2 separate regions of the Triticum aestivum genome follow, and region 1 is linked to region 2. The links are chromatin contacts, called in public Hi-C maps. All regions are on one chromosome and are shown on one strand. Each heading gives the region's core, a stretch centred on a gene start, on an enhancer-like site or on the middle of the called end of the contact. The rest is flanking DNA. Distances are from core to core; before and after follow the strand shown.

Region 1 (4,890 bases), core at 1,060-3,559, 300 kb after region 2:
ACAGCAACAGACAAAACCATTGCTGCTCCAATTGCAATGCCAATAATTATTCCTAATATGAGACCCTTGTTCTTCCGATTTCCCGTTGCAGAGATGATGGGAGCATGATTCGACTGACATGGGGATAAGCCAAAGCGGGTGCCACAAAGGTTGGGGTTCCCCTCATAATCAGAACCAGTGAATGTTGAGAATTGCCCTCTTAATGGAACTGTGCCCATCAGATTATTGTATGCCACACTGAAGCTTGATAGAAAATTCAACTTTGTCAATGAATAGGGAATGCTTCCGGTGAGATTGTTATGTGACAAATCCAAGGATTCCAAGCTAGACATGCCTGATAGCTCATCAGGAATGATACCAGAAATATTGTTGTTGCTGAGGTCCAATACATACAGGTTCTTGAGGCTCCCAAAGCCCGGCAATATGGCACCTATGAGCTTGTTATGGCTGAGAATTAGAGACGGTGGAAAGCTGCTAACCTGTTTGTACTGCAACCCTTTGCCTGTTTTGTTCCTTTTAATGAAGAAAGGAAAATAATCAGTCTCTGTGGATTGCTGTGAGCTGTTGAATGTAAGAAGTCCCTTCATGCTCGAGAAACTGTTTGGTATTACCCCTGTAAGTGAATTGTTAGAAAGATCCACATAGAATAGAAACTCGAGATCACCAATCCATGCAGGAATATCCCCAGACAGTTGATTCCATGACAAATCTAGGACCTTCAATTCTCTGAAATTAGCTAACCATGGTGGTATTGCTCCTGAAAGATGGCTATTAGCAATGGCAAACACCTGGATCTTATGAAAGCCATGTATTCCAGTCATCGGCCAGGCCTTCCCATCATGGAAGTTCTTTGTCAACACAAGGCTTGTTAGGCTTGGACAGTCTTGAAGGACAGATAATGCCGAGGAAACATTTGTGAAGCTGTTGTTCGAAAGTGAGATGTAGGACAAAAACTGAAGCTTTCTAAAATCAGCTGGTATTTCGCCACTGAGGTTATTTGTGCCAAGATTTAGGCTTCTGAGATGATGGCAATCTGACAAGCTATCAATTGTGCCAATAAACTTATTTGTCCCAAGGTCAAGTGAGCTCAGTTGTGTCATCTTCAAGCAATTGAGGTTGATCCTTCCATTCAGTGAATTGTTCCGCAAGTACAACATCTTCAATGATGGTGATTGAGACAATGAAGCAGGCAATGGGCCTCTGAAGAGGTTGGACTGTGCAGAGAAGTACTCTAACTTGCCAAGCCTACCAAAAACATCTGGAAGGTGTCCAGTGAAGGAATTAAAAGAAATGTCCAGCTGAGCAAGGCTGGACAGATTGCCAAACCTCGGGCTCATCCTATCAGTGAGCTGATTCTCCTGCAGAGACAAATTCTTCAGAAATTGCAACTTGAATATGCCGTCTGGCAAGCTCCCGGAGATGCTGTTGAGCTCGGCATATAGCTCCTCGAGCTTTGTGCAGTTTCCAAAGCCTTCCGGCAGTTCCCCGGCAAAGAGATTCGATGTGAATCTCATCACACGGATCACTCGAGATGACTCACAGATGCTTGAATCAATCCTCCCGGTGAACATATTGTAGCCTGCGTCGAACACCGTGAGCTGCGATGAACCATGGAGTGTGGGATGGGTGCCGCTGAATGAGTTGAAGGATATGTTGAAGACCTCAATCACCGGGAGCGAAACGTTGGCCGGGAATGTGCCAGAGAGCTCGTTGTTGCTCACATCGAGCCGCTGCAGCCGATGGAGCTGAACGAGGGGTGCAGGGATGGCACCACGGAGGTTGTTATCGGAGAGGTTGAGCCACTGGAGATGGCCCAGTTGTGCGAGCGAAGGTGCCAGCTCGCCCTTGAGTTTCCTGCCATGGAGGTCCAGCCTGATGACCCAGCCGCTGGCGTCGCATGTGACCCCCACCCATGCACAGCAGTTGGCCACTTCTGAGGTCGTGTTTGAGAGCGTCCAGCCGCTGATGCCTCCGGTGACACCTCTCAGCAAGCCTTCCAGTGCACCATAATCATCTGGGTTGCAGGAGCTTTGGTTGAGGGAGTAGACCGGAGACAGGAAGAGAAGCTGCACGGACAAGCACCACAGGATGAAACAGCTTGGCCATGTGGCAGTGCGTTGCATCAAGAGATGCCCCATTGATCCAAGAAGAGCTATGCTGATGCTCTTGAATGGGGAAGAGAAATTCTTGTTTGTTGTGTTCAGGAGCTATGTGATATCTAAGCCATTTGGCCCCAAGCAACAATGATGGCGGCAGCGAGGGATGAGGGAGAGAGGTGAGGTGCGAGACGATAGGACATGATAGCAGGAGGTCCGGTGCGTGCTCCGGTTTTGACCTGTGATTGTGCAGGCACTCGGCCGTGGGAGTCGTGAATTTTCTTGAGGAAATTGATTGTCTCTGTCAACTTGCTAGAGAGATCCACGGTCGGAAATCTTTTGACTTGCGTTCAAAGTTGGCCTAACCGTCCTTTTCATCCTCGCTTTCCTTCTTCCTTTTGGCTGTTTTCTGGAAATGAATCTAATAACCAGCGTGAAAGCAGACCGGTGAAGGATACGGCCTGCATACAAAATGGATATTGCTAGATTTTCGAAGAACCAGACTGACTAGTATAACGCCCGTGCGTTGCCACGGGCTCTTCAAAATTTATAATCAGTATCTTTCATTTATCATCCCCTCATATTGGGTGATTATAGGGTGCTCTAATTAGAAACACAACAATCAAATATTAGGAAATTTCACCGAACGAACAACAACGAATAATACGATATCTATCAAACGAATAAAATGAGGTCATATTTTTGGTCCGTCATGCACTTCTGTTGAAAAGTGCCTATCCCTTTTAGAATCAACTCACTGTTTGCTCGCACGCAAAAAAATACATCTCTAAAGTGGGGAACCGATCGGTGCCAAAAAGAACTCAAACTCCTATCCAATCTCGACTTCGTGCTCTTCCACTTCCATTGATAAAGATGGGACGTCAAGGGTTTCATCATGATGACCTCGAGCAGCTGCCGACATCCCTCCCCACATCTACCCCTACCCCCTGCTGCCGCTTGCACTGTCCTTGCTCCTCGAGGGAGCTAGGGACAATGTTCTCTAGGATGGGCATGACCAGATCCACGAGGAGGCCACATTCTTCCATGGGAACCCAACCAAGCACACCATCCTCCGCAACCATCCAATTCCAGCCTAACAAAGTCAAGACCCGCCATCGATCCACAAATCAGGCTCGCCGCATCCAGGTTCACTGCAAGTCTGCGACGAGTCTGTAGTCGACATCTTGACTTTGGCTATCCCCACGGAAGAATCATCGGATCCTGCTTACTTTTACCATCACTTCGTCTCTTCCCAAGGCAGCGACACCACCCAGCCAATCACCACCACCGCTTGCGGCTTGCCTACATAAAATCATGAGAAATCCCCACGGCGGTGCTGTAAGATCACCTTGGCGACCTCGACAGTGACCGACTGGTCTAAGATCTAAGCTAGCCGCTCTTTGTAGAAACCAATAGAAGTAGGCATGTGACTCAGATTTGTTCTTTGGTGTGCATGCGTTTCTTGCTGCCCACCAGCTCTTGTCTACAACTCGCCTATCTCTGTACCAGCTCTTGGTCTACAACTCGCCTATCTCCATGCTCGAGACGACCAAGCTCGATGCGCAAGCCGCATACGTCTGCTAGAGCTATATCCAGACCCTATGATTTTTGGATCACTGGCACTATGGGTGCCAGGACCGGAGTCGCCCTCATCCACCAAGTGGATCAAGGAGGCCCACCACCTAGACTCTACATCGCAACATTTTGTGTTTTCCTATAAAAAGTAAAGAACCTTCTCTAATAAACGTAAATATAACCTTTTGGTTTTATAGTCTCAACTTTCCTACACTCCAATACCAGAAGGATTTCTTGGTTTTATTTGATGACCTTCTTGAATGTCATTCACTTAGAAAGGTAGTAATACAATCTGTGATATTAAGGCAAATTATTAGTCATATTAAAGTGCAAAAGGCCCTATAGGAGTCAAAGCATGACTTTTATGGTTATACTGTAATTTGCAAGATCTGAGATTTATGCAAGTGTACAATTAGAGAAGAGCCAATTAAATAGATTTTCACATTCAGAATAGTACGATTAGCAGTAGCACTTCAATTTTTTCATGTTTGATCAGCTTGCTAGGTGGTTATCACTAAGCATGTTGGAACGATGAGCATAACCTAACTTAGTTCAGTACGTGTTGCTGCAAATTAGTTCAGTACGTACGAAGCTGTTGCTAATTTCAATGCCTGGCTGTTGCAAGTTTCTAATGAAAAAGTACTTCAGGTCAAAGGTCAGGGAATATACACTTTTGTTATCATGGTTGTTTCCTTATAGTGAACAACTTTGATCACCACTTCAGCAGCTACTATCTATAAGAAGACATTACCTAAGTAGATACAGGCAAAGAAAGCATGTAGGCAAAACCAGAATTAAAAACATCCTTCTCAATGGAGCTCGTGCAGTTCGGAAGACCCTAATCATCGATGAGGGACCCCTCCGATGGTAGCATGGCGTGACAACTGCCGTCAATGACGACACCCAAAGTACCTTGCACAATCCATCGATCCAGTTCGGAACAATCAAGCACATACCTTGCAAAGTGATGTGGATCTGAAGCAGAGGTGGGAAGGTAAAGGCTCAGGTGAGGTGGAATGAGACGTTGATATAGAAGTGCACGCATGAGAATAAGGCGGTGCCCAGGATGGATCTCCATCGGAGGAGGCCGGATCCGCTGGGGAGGAGGTCGCTGTAGTACCTGCCATCTGTGCGATGGATCACGGGGCTGGCAGGCAGGGGGAGGGGATAGGAGGGAGGGGTGGGCTAGAGCGCAGATGGTGGGTGCCCCCGACGACGG
Region 2 (4,900 bases), core at 1,979-4,478:
GAAAAGCGCATAATTATGATGACATCTAAGGCAATGATCATGAACATATGCATCATGTCCGTGTCAAGTAGACCGACTCCTGCCTGCATCTACTACTATTACTCCATGCATCGACCGCTATCCAGCATGCATCTAGAGTATTAAATTCATAAAGAACGGAGTAACACATTAAGCAAGATGACATGATGTAGAGGGATAAACTCAAGCAATATGATACAAACCCCATATTTTTATCCTCGATGGCAACAATACAATACGTGCCTTGCTGCCCCTATTGTCACTGGGAATGGACACCACAAGATTGAACCCAAAGCTAAGCACTTCTCTCATGGCAAGAAAGATCAATGTAGTAGGCCAAACTAAACCGATAATTCGAAGAGATTTGCAAAGATATCAGATCATGCATATAAGAATTCAGAGAAGAACCAAATAATATTCATAGATAATCTTGATCGTAGTCCACAATTCATCGGATCTTGGCAAACACACCGCAAAAGAGTATTACATCGAATAAATCTCCAAGAACATCGAGGAGAACTTTGTACTAAGAATCAAAGAGAGAGAAGAAGCCATCTAACTAATAACTATGGACCCAAAGGTCTATGGTAAACTACTCACGCTTCATCGGGGAGGTAATGGTGTTGATGTAGAAGCCCTGCGTGATCGAATCCCCCTCTAGCAGATCGCCGGAAAAGGCTCCAAGATTGGATCTCATGGGTACAGAAGGTTGCTGCGGTGGAAAAGTGGTTTTGTGGCCCCCCTGATGTTTTTAGGGTATAAGAGTATATATATGAAAGAACTAGGTCGGTGGAGCTACGAGGGGCCCATGCGGGTGGGGGGCGCGCCTACCCCCCGGGCGCGCCCTCCTGCCTCGTGGCCTCCTCTTTACGTCTCCGACTTCATCTCCGAGTCTTCTGGTTTACTTTTGGTCCAAGAAAGATCATCGCCAAGGTTTCATTCTGTTTGGACTCCATTTGGTATTCCTTTTCTTCAAAACTCTAAAATAGGCAAAAAAAAACAGAAACTAGCACTGGGCCTTCGGTTAATAAGTTAGTCCCAAAAATAATATAGAAGAGCATATTAAAGCCCATTAAACATCCAAAATAGATAATATAATAGCATGGAACAATCAAAAATTATAGATACGTTGGAGACGTATCATACCTTCTTACTTGGCTCTTGATATTTTCTAAAGCTTCAATTCGAGAGTTACTTTCCGCCACCTTCCCCAATGTAACCTACCAGATAAGCGACCTTGTAGAGGTCCGTTCTCCCAAATTTACCCCTAATAATTTTTGTAAGTGCGATGGAGTTTTCAAAGAAAGGATGATGACTTCGTCATGATGGACTGAAGCAGATAAATGAAGGCATCAATGTAATGGATCGACCTCTTCGAAAAGGGCAACCAAGAACGGGAAGATCCGTTAGAATTTCGTAACCAGAACTTTCCCCATACTACACCTCTTAAATCTCGGGACGAGATTTCTTATACTAGAGGAGATTTGTAACACCCCGAGTATCATGCTACAGTAACACCCTGGGATTAATCTATTTTTTTGCTAAACAATGCATGATCATCTTTGATCCTATCTCTTTTCAAATTCCACTTGAATTCAAATTCAAATACTAAGTAAAATTCAAAATTTCACAAACATGAAATCTAAAATGTTCATCATGTGGCAAATAATCATTTGTTAATATTGGTGGTGAACCAGCCTTTTTATAAGGTGCTTAACTGCCCTAAACTAAATAAAAAATGGCCTAATGGATAACTTAATTGCCTTTTTAAATTGTAAAATTACTAAATATTTTATTTAAATGTTAAACTTATATGGCAGTATCCCAAATTATACTCATATTTTAAGTGTAAGTTTTATGATTTGTAAAACTATTTTGCTTTTGGTTTTAAAATGAAAACAAAAAAGTTTTAAAAGAAAACCAAAAGGAAAATAAAAATAAAAGGAAAAAAGAGGAGGCCCCCTGCCCCCCACTGGACCTTAGCCCAACCGAGCGGCCCAGCCAGGACAACTCGTTCCCCCATATCGCCTTCCCTCTTTGTGAGACCGTAGGCATGGTCGCCGCCCCATGCCGCAACAGCGTCGGGATAAGGACGATCCTCCCCTGCCTCCTCGGTCCTCACCCTCGCTCACTGCCCCGCCCTCTCCGCCTCTCCCTCTCCCTACCAGATCTCCTTCCCTCCACCTCGCCGACGCATCGTCATCACCGTCGCCGGACCACCACCGCAGGCCCCGCTGTCCCCAGGCGCCCCCAACATGCCCTTCCACTTCGTCGGTGTCTGCTACATCTTCCCCGTCCACGAGCTCAAGCTGGGAGGAGCCGGAGCGCCCACTACCTCTCCGTCTTCGACCTCCGTCCGCCTCGGGTCGCTGCTGCTTCCATCGTCTCCGAACGCCACGCGTGTTCCCCGGGCCTTCCCTGCAATGGTAGTGAGCCACTGCCCCTCCTCCTCCTCCCCTTTAGCTCGTCCCCATGCCGTAGGTCGCTCCCGGTGTCGCGCCCGAGCTCCCGAGGAGCTCGTTATCGCCGCGCCCGTGGCCGTCGCGCCCTGCCTTCCCCCACACTGCTACTAGCCCTCCATGTGCATGCTCGCGCAGACCCACGCGCCCTCGCTCGCCTAGGCCCGCGTGCTGCTCCCGCAGCTGTCGCGGCTGCCCGTGCCCGCCTGCGACCTGCCGTGCCCCTGAACCTCGCCAAAGCATGCTTCTGGTCATGCCCAGCCGCCCCCTGTCCATGCTTCCGCCGTGCTCCGCCCGCCTGGGCAGCCCGGCGCCCGTGTGTGGCCTCGCCACTGCCGCACCCGATGCCTCTGTTGCCTACAGTTGGACCGCTGTCGCCGAACCTCCCCACCGCTCCCCGGTGCATGCCCCACCTACGCCGCTGCCGCTGCCGCCATCGGCAGCCTCCGTCCGCGCCCCGCGAGCTCGCCGCTGCCACCACACCATGATCCACTGAGCCCTTCGTCGTGCCCGCCGTTGCTCTGCTGCAGTGCGCGCTGCGCAGCGTGTAGTGGCCGGCTGGCTCCCTGACAAGTGGGGCCGGCCCTATTAGGTTTAAACTAAATATGTTAGTTAGTCCTAATCTCACTTATAGGTGGGCCATCTCCTGTTAGTTAACCCAAAATAATTAAGCTGCTAAAACAGAGTCAATAATGAGTGGGACCCGCCTACACTATTTCCCCTGGACTAGTCAATGTTTGCTGGGTCAACTAGGCCCCATTGGCCCACTATTAGCCCCACAACACATAGCTGGGTGCACTGCACCCGGTGCACCCAGCCCCTTTTCTGCGTTTTTTCGAATTATTTAATTAAAACAATTTCAGAAAAATGTTTAAAACTTTAGAAAATCATATAAAATAATTCACAACTCGGATGAAAATAATTTATATATGAAAGTTGTTCAGAAAAATACAACAAATCCAAATATGCGGTCTGTTCATCTGGCACATGCCCCTGGCATACTGAACATGGAACCATCCCCTCTCTTTCGTCTGTCCGAAAAATACCAAACACCGGGAAAACCTCTCCGGATGTTTTCTCTTTCCGTCTACAACATGTAGCACGGCGAGATGTCACCCCTAGCATGACGTATTGCTGACTCATTTATTGTGATGCCCTGTTTGCTTTATATTTATTGTTTTCCCCCTCTTCTCTCTAGTAGACCCTGAGACCGATGCTGCCACTTCGATCGACTACATCACTGACGACCCTTCTTCCTTGTCAACAGAGCTTCCAGGCAAGCAAACCCGACTTGGTCATTCCGATATCGCCCATTTCTTTCCCTCTCATGCTTGCATTAGAACTGCTACTTTTTTTATGATCCTATTATGATGGATAGCCTGTTTTGTTAACTGCTTTCATACCTTACATGTTTATCCTAAACTGCTTAGTATAGGCTGGTTAGTGATCCACCAGTGACCCCTCACCTTGTCCTAGTTGCCCTTGCTTGATGACCGATGAATCAATCAATGTGGTCGACGTCCAGGCCTTAGTTGTACATCATCCCCCCTTAGTTGTACGACTCTGCAGAGTTACTATCCAGTGCCGAGAGCGATACCTCGTCAGCACTTTTGATGTTAACCCTATAGTGTAGCTATTCGGTCATGGTTATCGAGGGTGATTCCTCCTACATCACTCCCGATAAAGACTCTGTGATGCAACCTCTCAAGTGTGGACCATCGAGGGTGATTCCTCCAAGTCCACCTTGATGGTTACATCGAGTGGGAATCCATCGAGGGTGATTCCTCGGGTTCCCCCCTTGCTGTTTTGGACACACGGTTACTTTGACTTACCACAGAACCATGATGACATTTGGTTGGCCCCGAGGGGTACCCGCGAGTGATGTGAACTCGGGTTGACCTGGAGGGTACCTGAGAGATAATTACATGGCATTGCCAGGCATTCTTAGCCCTTACCATAAGTCCACGAGACGGGGTGATGGGGTCACATGATCGTGAGTCTCTGCTCGTTACCGCGGACTACCAAGACACTAATGGTTTGGATACTAGTTGACCCATTGCACCAAATGGCGCAGAGACCTGCTGAAGACATGCTGTCGATGAAAATAGTTTCATGCTGCAAGAACCTTCAACTAAATCATGCTATTTTTTAAACATGCTTACATGTGTTAAACCATGCTATATTGAATATATGTTTAGCATGTTGTGTAATCCGAGTTTAAAAAAAGTGTATGACATGTATAGACCAGCTAAGGAAGCTTTTCAAGGATGTATTTTTTAGCGGTGTTTGTACCAAACTTTAATTTTTCATGTGCATGAAAAAAACCTCTTTGTGCTGTGCATATGTATGCATAGGTATTTGAAATGCCCATACGCTACCTAGCCCATCCACGAACAAAGTTGTGTGGCCTTTCAGTAGTAGAA

What was found. Hi-C and Micro-C count contacts between places; a contact is called where the count stands out from the background.
Region 1: a contact with region 2 is called in a Hi-C map of leaf, with 4 times the contacts expected there. The contact joins the promoter of LOC123137542 here to the enhancer-like site in region 2. A contact is called at or near these places in 2 of 5 Hi-C or Micro-C datasets (both in leaf).

The regions. Positions count from the first base shown.
Region 1 is chr6B:475,620,829-475,625,718 of IWGSC CS RefSeq v2.1, forward strand. It overlaps LOC123137542 (phytosulfokine receptor 1-like), which reads right to left and starts at 2,310. Exons shown (of 1, transcript XM_044557334.1): 1 at 1-2,310. The coding sequence starts at 2,138. All of the region lies in intron 1 of LOC123137544 (a long non-coding RNA gene), which reads left to right.
Region 2 is chr6B:475,316,118-475,321,017 of IWGSC CS RefSeq v2.1, forward strand. No RefSeq gene overlaps it. Among protein-coding and RNA genes, the nearest start is that of LOC123134255, 5.7 kb to the right of the region's middle. Within about 2 kb of position 3,229, at least 7 of the 8 cell types and tissues checked have an H3K27ac peak or open chromatin away from gene starts, as enhancers often do. A contact at or near this core is called in leaf, where this site is marked.